Linked DNA regions of Mus musculus: region 1 is linked to region 2. The links are chromatin contacts, called in public HiChIP or PLAC-seq maps. All regions are on one chromosome and are shown on one strand. The core of a region is the stretch at or near the end of the contact, and the rest is flanking DNA. Distances in the headings are between cores, read along the strand shown.

Region 1 (7,066 bases), core at 486-2,985, 81 kb after region 2:
GGGGAGGACACCCCTTGTCCTGCTGTTCTTCTCTCCCCTTTATTCTCTTGGGATAGGGTCTCTTTCTCATTCTACCTGGAGCTAAGCTTTTGGCCAGCAGCCCCAGCTTCCTCCTGTCTCCACCCCTAACCTCACGGTGCAGGGTTACACACACACACACACACACACACACACACACACATGCACACACGGCTACACCGACCTAACTGTGCTGGGTGGTCCCTGTCACTTTCTGAGCACTTCCCTGGTTACTTGAGTTTTGGTAGTTTTGAGACGGGGCCTCCTGTAGCCAGGGATCGCCTCAAAGTCCTGATCATCCTGCCTCCACCTCCCAAGGGCTAGGGTTACAGGCACGTGCCACCGTATGGGCCTTCTTCCTACATTTCTACTGGAAATTTTTAAATTTTTCTTTATTATTAATGTATGCATATGATGTATGTGGGTGCGTGCATGCCAGAGCACGTGTGAAGGTTCAGCAAGACACCCTGTCTCAGAGGAGTTAAGGCAGAAAGAATGTCAGAGTAGGATATCCCATGTCCATATATGTGTGAGTGCACATGCAAATGTGCGCACAGACACATATAGACACGTGATGAATGAATGAATGAATGAATGAATGAATGAATATCTAGAATGTAGTAACTCACTGAAAAAGCATTTGTCCCATGTGCAAGCCCCATGGATCTGCTAGAATGTCTGAGAAGTATCCAGCCCTCCCCTCCCGAGTTCTCTAGATAAATCCACGGGGTCACCGTGTACGGTGGAAGGCACGGGTACCACAATCACCTCTTTCCGTTCCCTGTAGTTGCAGAGCCAGAGACATAGAGTACGATGCAGTGGAAGGTGACCAGCACAACTGCCACTTCGCCTCCATCCTGAAGACCACAGGGCTGCAGTACAGGGATTTCATTCACATAAGCTTTCACGACAAGGTATTGTCTCAAGCAGGGTGCTCTAGATGTGGGTCCTGGACTCCTGTGGGGTCTGGTGGTGGGAGTGTGTGTTTGTGTATGTCTGTGTCGGTGTGTTTGTGTGTGTGTGTGTCTCTGTATATGTAGGTAAGTGTGTATGTCTGTGTGTGTGTGTTTGTGTGTGTTTATGCATGTATGTCAGTGTCAGTGTGTGTGTATGTCTGTTGTTGGGACTTCAACTAGGACCTTTCACAAGCTAGATAAGCACTCTACTAGTGAGCTATATTCCTAGCTCTTATTAAAAAAAACATCTTTATAGGCCAAGCAGTGGTGGCGCACGCCTCTAATCCCAGCACTCGGGAGGCAGAGGCAGGTGGATTTCTGAGTTCGAGGCCAGCCTGGTCTACAGAGTGAGTTCCAGGACAGCCAGGGCTACACAGAGAAACCCGGTCTCAAAAAACCAAACCAAACCAAACCAAACCAAACCAAACCAAACATCTTTATTAGTGGTGTGTGTGTGTGTGTGTGTGTGTGTGTGTGTGTGTGTGTGTGTGTGTGCACACGCGTGTGCACTCTTGCATGTGTGCATACAGGTCCTGCGGATTGAACTCAGATTATCAGGCTTGTTGGTGAGTGTCATAACTTACTGAACCATCTTGCTAATTCCCAGCCTTTTTACTTTTATACACACACACACACACACACACACACATACACACACACACACACACACACAGAAAGCTTGCCTACCCGCTTGAAAGTCTGTGGTTAGCATTACTTAGTTGCTCTCTAACCTCTTTTGTGTGGTTAACCTCTGTAACCGCTACTGGTGGCGTGCAACTGTTTTCAGACTCTGTGGTTCACAGAGTGTTTTGGCAGAACTTTTAGGAAGAGTTCTATAGTTGGGCTGGCGAGGTGGCTCAGTGGGTAAAGGCATCTGCCTCCAGGCCTGAGAAGCCACGTTCAGTTCCTGGCATCTATACAGTAGAAGGAGAATGAGCTCCCTCAAGTTGTCTTCCAGTTGCTTCACACATGCATTGACACGCACATGCACACACACAGCCTCCACACATAACTTCTGAAATTGCCAAGTATGGTGGTGTGTGCTCATAATCCCAACCTTTGAGAGGCTGAGGCAGGAGGATAGAGAGAGACCCAGTCAGAGTGCCGAGGGCCATGCAGAGGAACGGCAGATGGCTTTAGATCGTGGATGCAGCCCACAGCTTACCACCGCCACGTGAGTGAGCCTCGGCGTGGCACGGTTCCGAGGACCATGTGTCCATGAAGTTCTGAGGGCTTCGTGCTGTTATGGGGTTCTGCTCTGCCTGCTGCCCTCACATCCCTCTTAGTCTAAGAATTCTATTAAAACTCTAAGGGGTTTCCAGTCCCTCAGGGGACAGTATCGTGGACGCATACAATGCTATGCTTGATCTCTCTCAGGCACTGCTGCTGGGGCACATTAATGATCCTGTCACCAGAACTTAGAGATGCAGATTGTCAGCCATGAGAACATTTGGAAAAATTAAATTGTTAGTGAAGCTAGGTTGAGATGTTTTTACTACTGGCTCTGATGGAGAAAACCTTAGGAAGTAATTTATAGTTCAGAGAGGCACACTCTTATTAGCTAAACTAGGGACCTTTTAAGGTCAGGGAACTAGAACAATGGCAGCCCTGGCTGACAGGACTCACTGAGTCTGGACTGGTGAGGACTGATTTCTTGTACCCATTTTGCCCTCATCTTCCTGATAGGATTTATTAAGATTGACTGATGAGTAGATAAGCATTCTGAGGATTTAGAGTTTGTGAGTGGAAGGTTGGAATATCCTTGCTTCTGTCCATCAACTCTGTGTGTGTGTGTGTGTAAGAGAGAGAGAGTGTGTGTGTGTGTGTGTGTGTGTGTGTGTGTGTGTGTAAGAGAGAGAGAGTTTGTGTGTGTGTATGTGTGTAAGAGAGAGAGAGTGTGTGTGTGTATGTGTGTAAGAGAGAGAGTGTGTGTGTGTGTATGTGTGTAAGAGAGAGAAAGAGTGTGTGTGTGTGTGTGTGTGTGTGTGTGTGTGTGTGTGTAAGGTTTGTGTGAATAAGGGCTGGAAAACTGTTGGTGTCCATCCATCACCTATGTGTATGTATATAAAGCTTGTCTGGTGTGTATTGGAGCTTGCTCCATCCACCAATTTTGTGTGTGTGTGTGTGTGTGTGTGTGTGTGTGTGTGTAAGTAAAATGCTTGGAGCCCACCTTCTGGAGCTTTGCTCTACCATTTTATATGTGAATATAAATATGTGTGAGTATAAATATATGTGTATATGCTTTATATGTATATATGCTTTATATGTGTATATGCTTGTGTATAGGTCTATATATATGTATGTATGCATATATGTGTGTATAAACACATGCATGCACATGCGTATTTGTATGTATAAAGTTGTTGGACTCTGCTGTTTTGTTTTGTCCATTGAGAGAGAGAGAGAAAGAAAGAGAGAATTTTCTCATTCCTACTCTTTCTCGCTGGCCCCAAAGGATTAAAGAGTTCATAGTTCCTGCTGACCACAGGGAGCGCCAGCTTTGTTCCCTCAGAGGAAAGTCTGCTGAGTAACTTCTCTAACCACTGGCTGCCTTTGGCAGCAGCCCCTGTAGGTGTCTGGATCCACCCCTATCAGCAGCTCTAAGCTCTGACCCCTAACGGCTGCCTGCCTCAGTTTACCCACCACATGGACGCCAGAGCCGGTCACTGGCATCAGAGAAAACCAGGTTTCTCTGTAGTTGGTGTTGCTGTGCTGCTGTGAGTCCCGCCTTGTGCTGGTTTCTTGTCTTCCAGGTGTATGAGCTGCCCTTCATAGTGGTTCTGGACCACAGGAAGGAGTCTGTTGTGGTCGCCGTGAGAGGGACCATGTCTCTCCAGGTAATGCTGGTGTGCTTGACAGATTCAGACCTGGACAGGGTGGGAGCGGGGACGTAGGCACAAGTGAGGTGCTCAGAGCTACGGAAAGCTTCCGTTAGGAACAGAAAGCCACTGCCTGCGAGGGAACCAAGGGAAGTGTGGGTTGTGAAACTCTGACTGGAAACATAGTGGGAAACATACTCCCACTCAGCCATCAGCTGTTGGCAGCAGAGATGCCAGCACGTCCCAAGACAGGCTCAAGGGATACCTACTTGGTTTGCCTCCTGCCGACCCTTAGAGATGCCTAGATGAGCCCCAAGCCTAGGGAGCCACTCTAATTTCTGCACCCAAAGCCAGATGGAACGGCAAGACCAGTCTTGTATCAGAAGACACAGAGCCATGTATGGTGGTACACTCCTGTAACCCCACCACTCTGGAAGCTGAAGCAGGAGGATTGCAAGTTTGAGTCCTGCTTGGGCTACATAGACAGAATTTTAAAAAGGAGGCAGGGCCAGCTGGGGAGACGACTCAGTGGTAAAGGGGAAGGACCTGTATACGACCCCCAGAACCCACATACAATCCGGAGGCCTCTGTGTGTGTCATCTCAGCTGTCTACAGCAAAATGGGAGATGAAACAGGAGTCTGTCTGGAATGCCAAGGGCCACAGTGCCTGGTGCGTAAACTGGCCAGCAGGAGACCCTGGGAGATGAAAGATGGCATCTGCGTGGTTTTCTGATCCAAGCACCATACCTGTTCCATGACACACGTGCTTTGTACACACAAATATGCACATGCACAAGACATACAGATTAAAAAGTCAGACTGTCAAGTTTGTTTTGGGGTTCTCTGCAGGCCGTCCCTTCCTCCGGTCCCCATATGCTGCCTTGAGCCCCTTGTCTCCCAGTCCCCTCCACCTCCTCTTTTTGTTCAGCTCCTTCCGTCTTCTGCATCTGCTTTCTGGTGGCTTCTCTGCCACCCTTTCCTCTCACTTCCTGGTCCTTTGCTTACCCGGAAGGGACCAGTGTTACTGCCGAGCAGGCAGGATGGGCCTGTAATCACAGATACTGTGAAGGCTGAAACAAGTTTTAAGTTCAGGGCTAGCCTAAGCAACTTAGGCCCTGTATCAATATAAAGCAGGCCTTGGCTCAGCCCTAGGTGAGATCTGAGTACACTTCCCAGCACCTAATAGCAGCTCATAACCATCCGTAGTAACTCCATTTCCAGGGGATCCAGCACCCTTTTCTGGCCTCTGTCGATATCAGGCATGCATGTGTTACACAGACATACGTGTAAACAAAGCACCCACATACTACATCATCATCATAAGGTGAATGGGAGGGTGGACATCTGTGCCATAGCTTTAATTCCAGCCCTGGGGAGGCAGAGGCAGGCAGGTCTACACAGGGAGTTCCAGGCCAGCCAAGGCTGCCTACATACTGAGACCTGGTCTAAGAAAAGAGACCTGGGCATCTGCCTAGCGTCTCCCTGTCAGAGGCTGGGTCTCAAGATAGAGCCCTTACCCTACTGTGTGGAAGGCCCTGACTCAGGCCTTAGTGTTATCCATTCCTCCTTGATCGGTCCACCATCTTAGATCTCACAGCCCCAGGCTCGCTGGCTGAGGAATTCTTTCTCAGTCCCTGCTCTGACCAGTTGGTTCCCCGCAGTGAGAGAAAGGTTTCCTGGCCTCTCTGCTCTTATCCTAGTCAGACAGGCCCTTCCTGTGTAGCTCCCAAGTGTCCCCAAATGCTGGAATTACAAGTGGGTTCCCAACACAACCTGCTCCAGTCTGTCCCCTATGCTGTCCTCTGGAAACCCCCAGTGCACTCAGCTTTCCGGAGGGAGGGGGTGCTTGTTTCCCATGCTCTGTGACCTGCCAGCCACTTCTTCCTAGTGCCACTCTGTATAGAGCACTAAGTGGTATGCCTGCCTGGTGTCCTCTGTAGACAGTTGAAGGGGCTTTTTGTCATATAGGGGTAAGCACGACATGGTGGCCTATGCCTGTAATCCCAGGATGGGAGGCAGAAGCAGAAAGGATTCAAAGCTAGCCTGGGCTACGTGGTGAGACCCTGTCACAAACAAAATTTGAAGCCGTGTGGACCCCAGGAGGTGCTTGTCCCCAGGTGCTTGCTCCCTCGGGTCTGGCCACCACTCATCCCATCTCTCCTGTGAGCACTGAGTGTGGACTTCTGAGGACAGGAGCGGGTTTTGCTCTGGGCTAGGAAGGTCCCTAGATGGTGGTGCTGCAAGACAAAGGTGCTTTAGGGTGACCACTCGCCATCCTCCTACCCCCTTCCAGCCAGCTTCGTGCCTCACCTGGGTTCTCTGTGGAGACTGCATGACAGTTCTCTCAGCAGCCTGACAGCTGTCTGCCATGCTTCAGAGCAGTGGTTCCAGCCTTCCTGATGCTGCAACACTTTAATAAAGTTCCTTATGTTGTGGTGACCTTCCCCCTCAACCATAAAACTATTTTCATTGCTACTGTAATTTTGCAACCGTTACAAATGATAATTTAAATATCTGTTTTCTGATGGTCTTAGGTGACCCCCATGACAGGGTCATTTGACCCCTCCCCCAAGGGGTCTTAAACTACAGGTTAGGAACAACCACTTTGGAGTGCCCTGGGAGCCTGAGGCCAGGCCGTCAGCCCCGGCACATGCGGCCTTCACCACCCGCTCTGTAGCTCCACGGGCTGACCTTGCTGTCTCCACATTCACAGGACGTCCTGACCGACCTGTCTGCCGAGAGTGAGACCCTGGAGCTGGGGATTGAGCTACAGGACTGTGTGGCCCACAAGGTAGGCTTGTTTTGAGAGGGGCCATTTCAGAGAGGTGGAGTCATGTGGCTGGAGCCAGGGAGGATGGACTGTCAATCAGACATGCACAGTCCAGCTGCAGCGGCAGCATGAGGACTCCAGCCTCGTGGGAGGCACAGGCCGGACAGCTCACTTCCCACAAGTTCTCTGTGCTTGTGGCCAGAGCCTAGTTCTGTTTCTCTCTTCCTGTTGTGGGGGTGGGTGAGGTACTGTCCTTCCTGGGAAGAGGGAACCCCACCTCAAGTGGGCTGTGTGTGTGTGCGTGTGTGCGCGTGTGCAAGAGTGAAATGGCTTTAAATGTTGGTAAAATGAATACAATTACTCTCGAGAGTCTTAGGAGGAACATGAATTTCTGGCTGGTATTTGCTACACAGCAAGGCCCAGGCCATTGTGAGTTATGTAGTGAGACTTTTCTCTCAACACACCAAAAATCATAGGATGGATGGGAAGATGTTCGCATGGAT
Region 2 (7,651 bases), core at 4,651-7,150:
TGAGTTTTCATTCCCCATGTCTTATGAAGGTTCTGCCCCAGAACCAGTGTGAGATGCTGTGTGTGACAGTATGTGTCCCCTCCCCATTCCTCCCCCAAATGACGAAGGGTGGCCGCAGCCCCGTGAGCTCCAGGAATTGACCTACTCCTCACCAATAACAGTGACATCATCGTTTAGCCCCATTCGGCTTTTCCCCATAGTGACACCAGGTGACGTTTACTAAGTAGCGCGCTTCATGTGTTTACAGATTTCATTTTGTTTTCTTTTCACAACCCTCTGGGGTGGATTTTGTGATCTCCTTTTTACAAATAAAAGTCTGAAACTCACGGAAATTGATGGAATTTTCTGGATCCAAAACGTGTGTCTGTGGGAATCCAAAGCCTGTCCTCTCAAATGGAAATTTCTTTATCTTCAAGATATTAGTTTATGCATTTATTTTCATATTTATTTAACCTATTAATACTATGTAATAATACTAATGATATAATAATTATTATATTAATTTATTATATATTTATTGGCAGAAGCTGTCCCAGCTTACTTCCTTTTTAAAAACAATTTATATATTTTATGTATATGAGTACACTCTATCTGTCTTCAGACACACCAGAAGAGGGTAGCAGATCCCATTACAGATGTTTGTGAGCCACCATGTGGGTGCTGGGAATTGAACTCAGTACCTCTGGAAGAGCAGTCAGTGCTCTTATCCGCTGCCATCTCTTCAGCCCCCAGCTTACTTTCTCTCACTATGATAAAGATCGGGATCAAAAGGCACTTGTGAAGAAAAGGGTTTATCAGGCGTACACATCTCAATCCCTGTCTGTCACTGAGGGAGGTCAGGCCAGGAACACAGGGAAGGCTGGAACTGATGCAGGAAGCGCAGAGGAAGTCTCCTTACTTGATGCAGGAAGCGCAGAGGAAGTCTCCTTAACTGATGCAGGAAGCGCAGAGGAAGTCTCCTTACCTGATGCAGGAAGCGCAGAGGAAGTCTCCTTACCTGATGCAGGAAGCACAGAGGAAGTCTCCTTACCTGATGCAGGAAGCACAGAGGAAGTCTCCTTAACTGATGCAGGAAGCGCAGAGGAAGTCTCCTTACCGGCCTGTTCCCTCTGGTTTGCTCAGCCACCTTTCTTGTGCAAGTTGCTAACTTGAGAAATGCTTCTCCTGCCTTTAATGGCATCTTTAAGAGCCGTGTCTCTAAATACACTGACAACCCAGTGAGTAGTGGTGGAGGTTGGGGGTCTCACCATCTGCATTTGAGGGGAACACAAGCCCACCGCAGCGCCTTGATTAACAAGAATTGGGAGAATCTTCCCCTGCAGGATACACGATGTCTACGCTCTCTTCTAAGGAGCCAATGGAAAACCACAATGTGCTTGCACCCGAGCTCCCCTGAGGAACCGGTGGGCTCACTGAGCTTACCTACCGTGCATAGATGAGGGGCCACTGGCGGCAGTATGGGCGGCCCAAAGCAGCTGCACTGGAAAATCTTCCCCCAGCATGAATGATGCCTTCCGTGAGATGCCCTCCTTCCCAGCCTGCATTCTAGCCCCTCCTGAAAGGCCCTCCCAAGGCCACTGTGCCATTATGAAAAACTGAACAGGATCACCAGGGAGGAGTGGCGGGACACTGGTGAGGGTTTATGGCCCTCCCTCCATCCTCTCCTGTGAGGGGATGCCAACAGTTTGCCAGGGCCACTCCTTACCATGTGAGGGGTGCCAACAGTTAGCAAGGGCCACTCTTTACCAGCAGGCACAGCTCACATCCCGAAGGGACGGGCCTTGCCTGGCTGAGGGGAGGGTGGCTACCAAGGAGCTGATGAAGAATCCTAGTCTCAAGCAAGCCTCCAAAGTCTGTAGGTGAGCCAATGCTTCATAAAGACCAGGTTCTGTCAGGCAGGGTCCCTACGCACACGCATGTGCGTGTGTACACATACACACACACAGCACACTACACACACATATACACACATGCACACACACATACACACAGCACACCACACACATACATATACACACATACAGCAATACACACATGCATAAACACACATACATATAATCTTCTACAAATTTTTATGCACCTGTTGCATCTCCCCGAATCCCCCTCCATGTTTTAAAGGTCATTTACATTTATTTATTTGTGTGTGTGTGCGTGAGCACCCAGGTATCACATGTATGACTGTCAGAGGGCAACACGTGGGAATAGGCTCTCTCCTTGAGGGTCCAGAGACTTGAACTCAGGTCAGCACACACACACACGTGTGTGTGTGTGTGTGTGTGTGTGTGTGTGAGTGTGTGTGTGTGTGTGTGTGTGTGTGTGTGTGTGTGTGTGAAAGACAACCTGCTGGAGCCAGTTTCCTCCCATCTTCATGTGTAGGTCTTTGGGCTTGAACTCAGGCTTGGTGGCAAGCACCTTTCCCTGCTGAGCCACTTTGCTGCCTGCAAGCCAACTCTTCACTTGCACCATGCGCCTGCCTTCCCAGGCTCCAGGGCTCGTGGTCCACCCCTGACTGTAGACCATCATCTCCTGGCTCGTTCTGCCATGGCGCTCTGTTGTCTCTAAGAGCAGTTTTAGATCCTAGTGGCTTGATACCCTCTCCCCTCCCTCAGGGCCAGACTTTCCTGAGGTGATGTCTCCTCCTGTTACCTGTGTCCTCCACTCACCGGGGCAAGGCACAGGCTGGCTTCTCTGCCGCCAGTTCCCCAGGTCTACCAGTTTCCCACATAGGAGGCCACGAGAACCTGTTCTCCTTATCTACCTCGACCTTTACGCCGGGCAGCTGTTTACCCTCCTTTGGTAAACCTGCACATGCCCAAGGTTCGGCTACCAGGTGTCTACTTAGTGCGGACCTTGTCATCGGTTTATTTCCTGCTTGTCACAGCTGTTTCCGGCCAAACGAAAGTAGCAGGAAAGCAAGGGCTACCAAGTTGCTCAAGGAAGCAACCAGGGGCCGGCAATGCAGCTCCACTGGCAGAGTGTTAATCAGGATTCCCAAAGCCCTGGCCTCCACGCCCAGACCACATAAGCCCCATGTGGGGGAGCATACCTAGGATCCCAACAGTCAAATCATACTAAGTTTGATGCCAGCCTGGGTGACATGACAATCTGTCTCAATTTTTTTTTTTTTTTTTGAGACAGGGTTTCTCTGTGTAGCCCTGGCTATCCTGGAACTCACTCTGTAGACCAGGCTAGCCTCGAACTCAGAAATCCGCCTGCCTCTGCCTCCCAAGTGCTGGGATTAAAGGCATGTGCCAACACTGCCCGGCTCAATTTTTTTCTTGTCAAAGAAGAATGAGGAGAAAGAGGAGGAGGAGGAGGCAGCCCAGTATGCCTAGAAGGCAGAGGCAAGTGAATCTCTTTGAACTCTGTAAGTTCAAGGCCAGCCAAGGGTACACAATGAGAACGTGTCTCAAAAACAAAACAAAAGGAAGGGAGGGAAGGGGAAGAGAAGGAATGAAAGACCAGCTCTTTTCTACACACCAGCTTGGTACAGTGTAGCCAAAGCAAAGCTCTGCTAAATCATGTCCCATGTGCAGGCTGCATCTGCTGCAGAATGCCTGCTTCTTGGCTTCTGTGGGCATAGCATACACATAGTGTGCACTTAAACACATCGAGGCAAACATTCATTCATGTAAAATATAAATAAATCTTAAAAAGAAAATCAAAGACCAGCCCTGGAACCATGTTTCACTTAATAAACCCAACCATCGGCTTAAATTGCCAGGGAGGGGGAATTTCCACCAATCACAGCAGACCTGACATGCAAATGTTGCTAATATTTGCACCAATCATAGCACTGCCTCATTTGCTCTACCAGCGGTTGCTTTGGTAGGCTACTAGACAAGTACCTCAGGCCTTAGTGGAAAGAACTGCAGGGTCATCCAGAGGTCACATAAACAAGTGATAACCAGAGGTCCAGCACCTTTTGAAACAATTTTTGCTGAGGCTGCACCATCAGGCATAGGAACAATTAACAGCCATCATGGGTCAGCAAGATGGCTCAATGGAGTAAGGGTACTTGTTGCCAAGTGTAATGAGCCAGGGCCCACATCACGGGAGGAGAGAATACAAGAATAAACACACACACACACACACACACACACACACACACACATGTCCAATAGCCATCTCCCCACCCCATCTCCCCAGCCCTTTGAGATAGGGTTTCTCTATGTAGCCCTGGCTGTACTAGAACTCAAGTCTATAAAACAGGCTGGCCTTGAACTCAGAGATCCACCTGACTCTGCCTTCTGAATGCAGGAATTAAAGACATGTGCTACAACCGCCCAGCATTATGTGGCTTTCTTAAGCTCTCTGTGGACTTCTGGTGCTAGTGTAAGTAGAGCCTGTCTGTCTGTCTGTCAGATAGTTCTCTCGCTCAGGCAGCCAGGGCTGCACATGAAGGCCCCAGCCCCAACATCTTTGCTAATTTAAGTTATTTATTTAATAACTTAAAAATTAAGTCGTTAACATTAATAGTAAGGAGCTGGCTAATCGGGGGCTGGGGATTGAACTCCAGACCTCATGTATGGCTAGTGACTGCTTTATTAACTGAGCCATCTCCAAGGTAACCCATGACGCATGGGTTAGTGCTTCAGCCCCATCTTCCCACCCTGCTCCATCATTTAAGCCTCCAAGTTTCTTCTTAAATGGCAAACAAGAAACACTGTAAATCCAGAAAGATTGCTGACACATGTCTGCGAGAAACACAGCCCAGATCTCCAGCACCCACATAAATGCTAGGCTGTGTTGAAGCCTGGGAGATAGAGACAGGGGATCCCTTCGGCAAGCTGGCCTGCTAGACTAGCCAAATCAGCAAGCTCTGGGTTCAAGTGTGATGCCTTGCTTCAATATATAAGGTGTAACAGGATCTAGAAGGTCCTAGAAATAGCTGGCCTCACAGCCTACACATGTGCACACACACGTGTGAACAGACATATAAAAGCAAAAAGAAAGAAGAGGAAGAGGAGGGAGAGGAAAGAAAAAGAAGTGGTGGGGTTGCTCAGCGGCTAAAGGGGCTTGTCACCAAGCCTGGAGATTTGAGCCTAGTCCCAGGAACCAACAAGATGGAAGGAGAGAACTGGGCCTGACTGGATGTGCCCACACAGTCCACAAATAAATTTTTATTTTTATTTTTATTGTTTCAGGGGTGTGTGTGTGTGTGTGTGTGTGTGTGCGCGCGCACACACATGAAGGCACCCTCAGAGGTGAGAGGTGTCAGATAGAACTGGAGTTCCAGGCTGTTGTGAGTCTGCAGTTGTGGGTGCTGGGACTCGAAATCAGGTCTATTAGAAGAACAGCAATTGCTCTTATCCACTGGGCCAGCTCTCCATCCCTAATACAAAATTTTAATGTAATTTTAAATAAAAATTAATAGATTTTGACAGATTTCTTATGACTTATTTTTATTATTATTTAAAATGTGTGTGTTAGTTTGTGTGTGGGTGTGTGCATGGGCGTGCAGGTGCTCTCAAAGGCCAGAAGCAATGAATTCCCTGGAGTTGGTGTTAAAGGTGATGTAAGCTCCCCGAGGTTAGGAGCTGGGCATCGAACTTCGGTCCTATACAAGAGAAGCTGGAGTTCTTAATCACAGAAATTTTAATCTTGCTTTCTACCCTCGCAATGCCTCTGAGATAGGTATTTCTGCTATCTTAGTAGGGAATGGAAAAAAAAACAAGACAATACTCACAACTGAGTGGCATTTCAAAAACTTAGAGAAGGAAATCGCTGGCACCTAGGCGGAAACCCTGGAGACGGAAATTGCGGAGGACTCTGGGTCCTCAGTTGACCGTCCACGCGGGATGTAAAGTCCGGCTGCTCACCGACGCTGGGCCTTTAAGGGGCGTGGCGGGGGCGTGGCCCCAGCGGTCGCCCGCTCTCCCAGGCTGCCCCGCGCGCGCGACGGCAGTTCGGCCACGTCCCTGGCCACGTCGCGCCCGCTCCCGCCATCTTTCGCCGCTTCCTCTCTCCGGGGCTGCTGTCGCCGCGTCCCGAGTCGCTGCCTAGCTCCGGTGCCGCTGTGCCGCGCCGACCGCCGCCGCCATGAACATCTTCCGGCTGACTGGGGACCTGTCCCACCTGGCGGCCATCGTCATCCTACTGCTGAAGATCTGGAAGACGCGCTCCTGTGCTGGTGAGCGGCCGCCGGGGCGAGGCGCGCGGGGCAGGAGCGCGCGCGTTTGGCCCATTCGACCGACCCATTCGGCTCTCGGTCGTTCCGGAGGCTTTGTGCCGGGCTTGCGATGGCCAGACACACCCATCTCGGCCTGCTCGGCGGGCAACGAAACCCCTCCGAGTGTGCACACGGGCTGGGGTGTCCGTCGCAGCTCTGGGCCCCCCAGTTCTGCGCTTGGTCCGCTCGCGAACTTGATCCGTCCTGGCTCAGCGAGCGCTGGCGTAACTGCCCCCGCGTCCTGCTGCATCTGAAAAGTTTAGCACGGGATCTGTGGGGCTCTAGTGGGCGTGTCCCTCTCCATGGGACTTTTGGGGGGCGCCTCTGAGTCCCCAGGAATCAATGGGAGACTTGCTCGAGGAGGATGGATAGGACCACAGACTAGCTGGGCCTGACGTGGCAGCCAGGCCACCCGCGAAGGTGGGGCTGGCTGGAGGAAGAGGGGCATCCTGCTATTCATTCTGTTATCTTCAAGGACAAGCAGAGGATGGGATGTGGGGGCAGGATGGTGTCAGGTCTGGCCTGTGCTTACAGTTGATGAGGCTACAACTCAAGCCTTGGGGTTCGGGATCTCATGCGTCATAAAAAGAGATGTGGATCTTTTAAGTGAGTTGCTTGGCATAGTTTTCATGTTACTCTGAGAAGCAAGCTAGTTTTTCATCCTTGAGTGTGGCCGTCTAATAACTGGTTCTCTTAAACTGCCAGCGCTGGGTACCACAGAGGCCTCTGTTCTCGGCTAGTATCCTTGCTCCACGTCACCATTGAGTTGGCGCTGTACCTCCCTCAAACTACATTGCAGAGAGGCAGTAGAGTGAACTTTCCTCACATAATAGCTGTGGACTTCTGCCTTTCGTTAAATATTAGGAATCTTACAAGTTTTAGATAAGTTCTTGGTGAGTGTGATGGTGCTTGCCTGTAATCCCAGCACTCGAGAGGTGGTAACCTGAGGTTCAGGAATTCAAAATGAGAATGGACTACATGCTGGTCCTGTCTCCAAAAACACCCCCTGCTCCCCAAAAACCCATTAATTAATTGATTGATTAAATAAATATATTCTTAAAATACTGTCCTTAATGCTATGTCCCCAAATGAAATAACTTTGTAAACTCAAATTTAATTTTTTTCAGAGACAGCAGAAAATAGAAGTCCTAAAGGCCCTGGGTGATGGAGACGCCACCTATCTGGTTTATTAATAACACCTCATCTAAAGTAGCACCGCCCCTTTGACTCTGCTCTCTGAAGGTCTCATCTCTCCCTGGAACATAGTTGAGATCCAGGAAGTAAGCACAACCCAAAAGACCTTTGCCCGATCGAAGTGGACGTCACAAAGTCCTTGTACTGAACCAGGGGATCTGACTGGGAGGTGAACTGGGAGCCCAGTGTGGGATTCAGAATGACAGTCAATTAATTGCTTCAGTTGCGATAGGTGTGCATTAAGTAGTCAGCTGAGTGTTATAGCGCTCCTCTCAGGCAGTACTT

The links. HiChIP or PLAC-seq counts read pairs in DNA pulled down with a chosen protein or histone mark.
Region 1: an H3K4me3 HiChIP or PLAC-seq map of the SCID.adh cell line shows a contact between it and region 2, with 15 read pairs. The contact joins the enhancer-like site here to the promoter of Kdelr2 in region 2. A contact is called at or near these places in 3 of 39 promoter capture datasets (embryonic stem cells, liver and stem cell-derived epiblast-like cells), 1 of 15 datasets of contacts at CTCF or cohesin (the NIH/3T3 cell line), 3 of 115 datasets of contacts at active chromatin or transcription factors (the SCID.adh cell line and embryonic stem cells) and 3 of 9 other capture datasets (adipose tissue, liver and pancreatic islet).

What each region holds. Positions count from the first base shown.
Region 1 is chr5:143,483,421-143,490,486 of GRCm38.p6, forward strand. Daglb (diacylglycerol lipase, beta) reads left to right here. Exons shown (of 15, transcript NM_144915.3): 7 at 806-932; 8 at 3,728-3,811; 9 at 6,507-6,584. Among named protein-coding and RNA genes, the nearest start is that of Daglb, 22 kb to the left of the region's middle. Within about 2 kb of position 1,736, at least 12 of the 459 cell types and tissues checked have an H3K27ac peak or open chromatin away from gene starts, as enhancers often do. A contact at or near this core is called in the SCID.adh cell line, where this site is marked.
Region 2 is chr5:143,397,920-143,405,570 of GRCm38.p6, forward strand. It overlaps Kdelr2 (KDEL (Lys-Asp-Glu-Leu) endoplasmic reticulum protein retention receptor 2), which reads left to right and starts at 5,901. Exons shown (of 5, transcript NM_025841.4): 1 at 5,901-6,133. The coding sequence starts at 6,043. Gm20635 (a long non-coding RNA gene) reads right to left here and starts at 5,823. Exons shown (of 3, transcript XR_868670.2): 1 at 5,690-5,823; 2 at 681-1,250.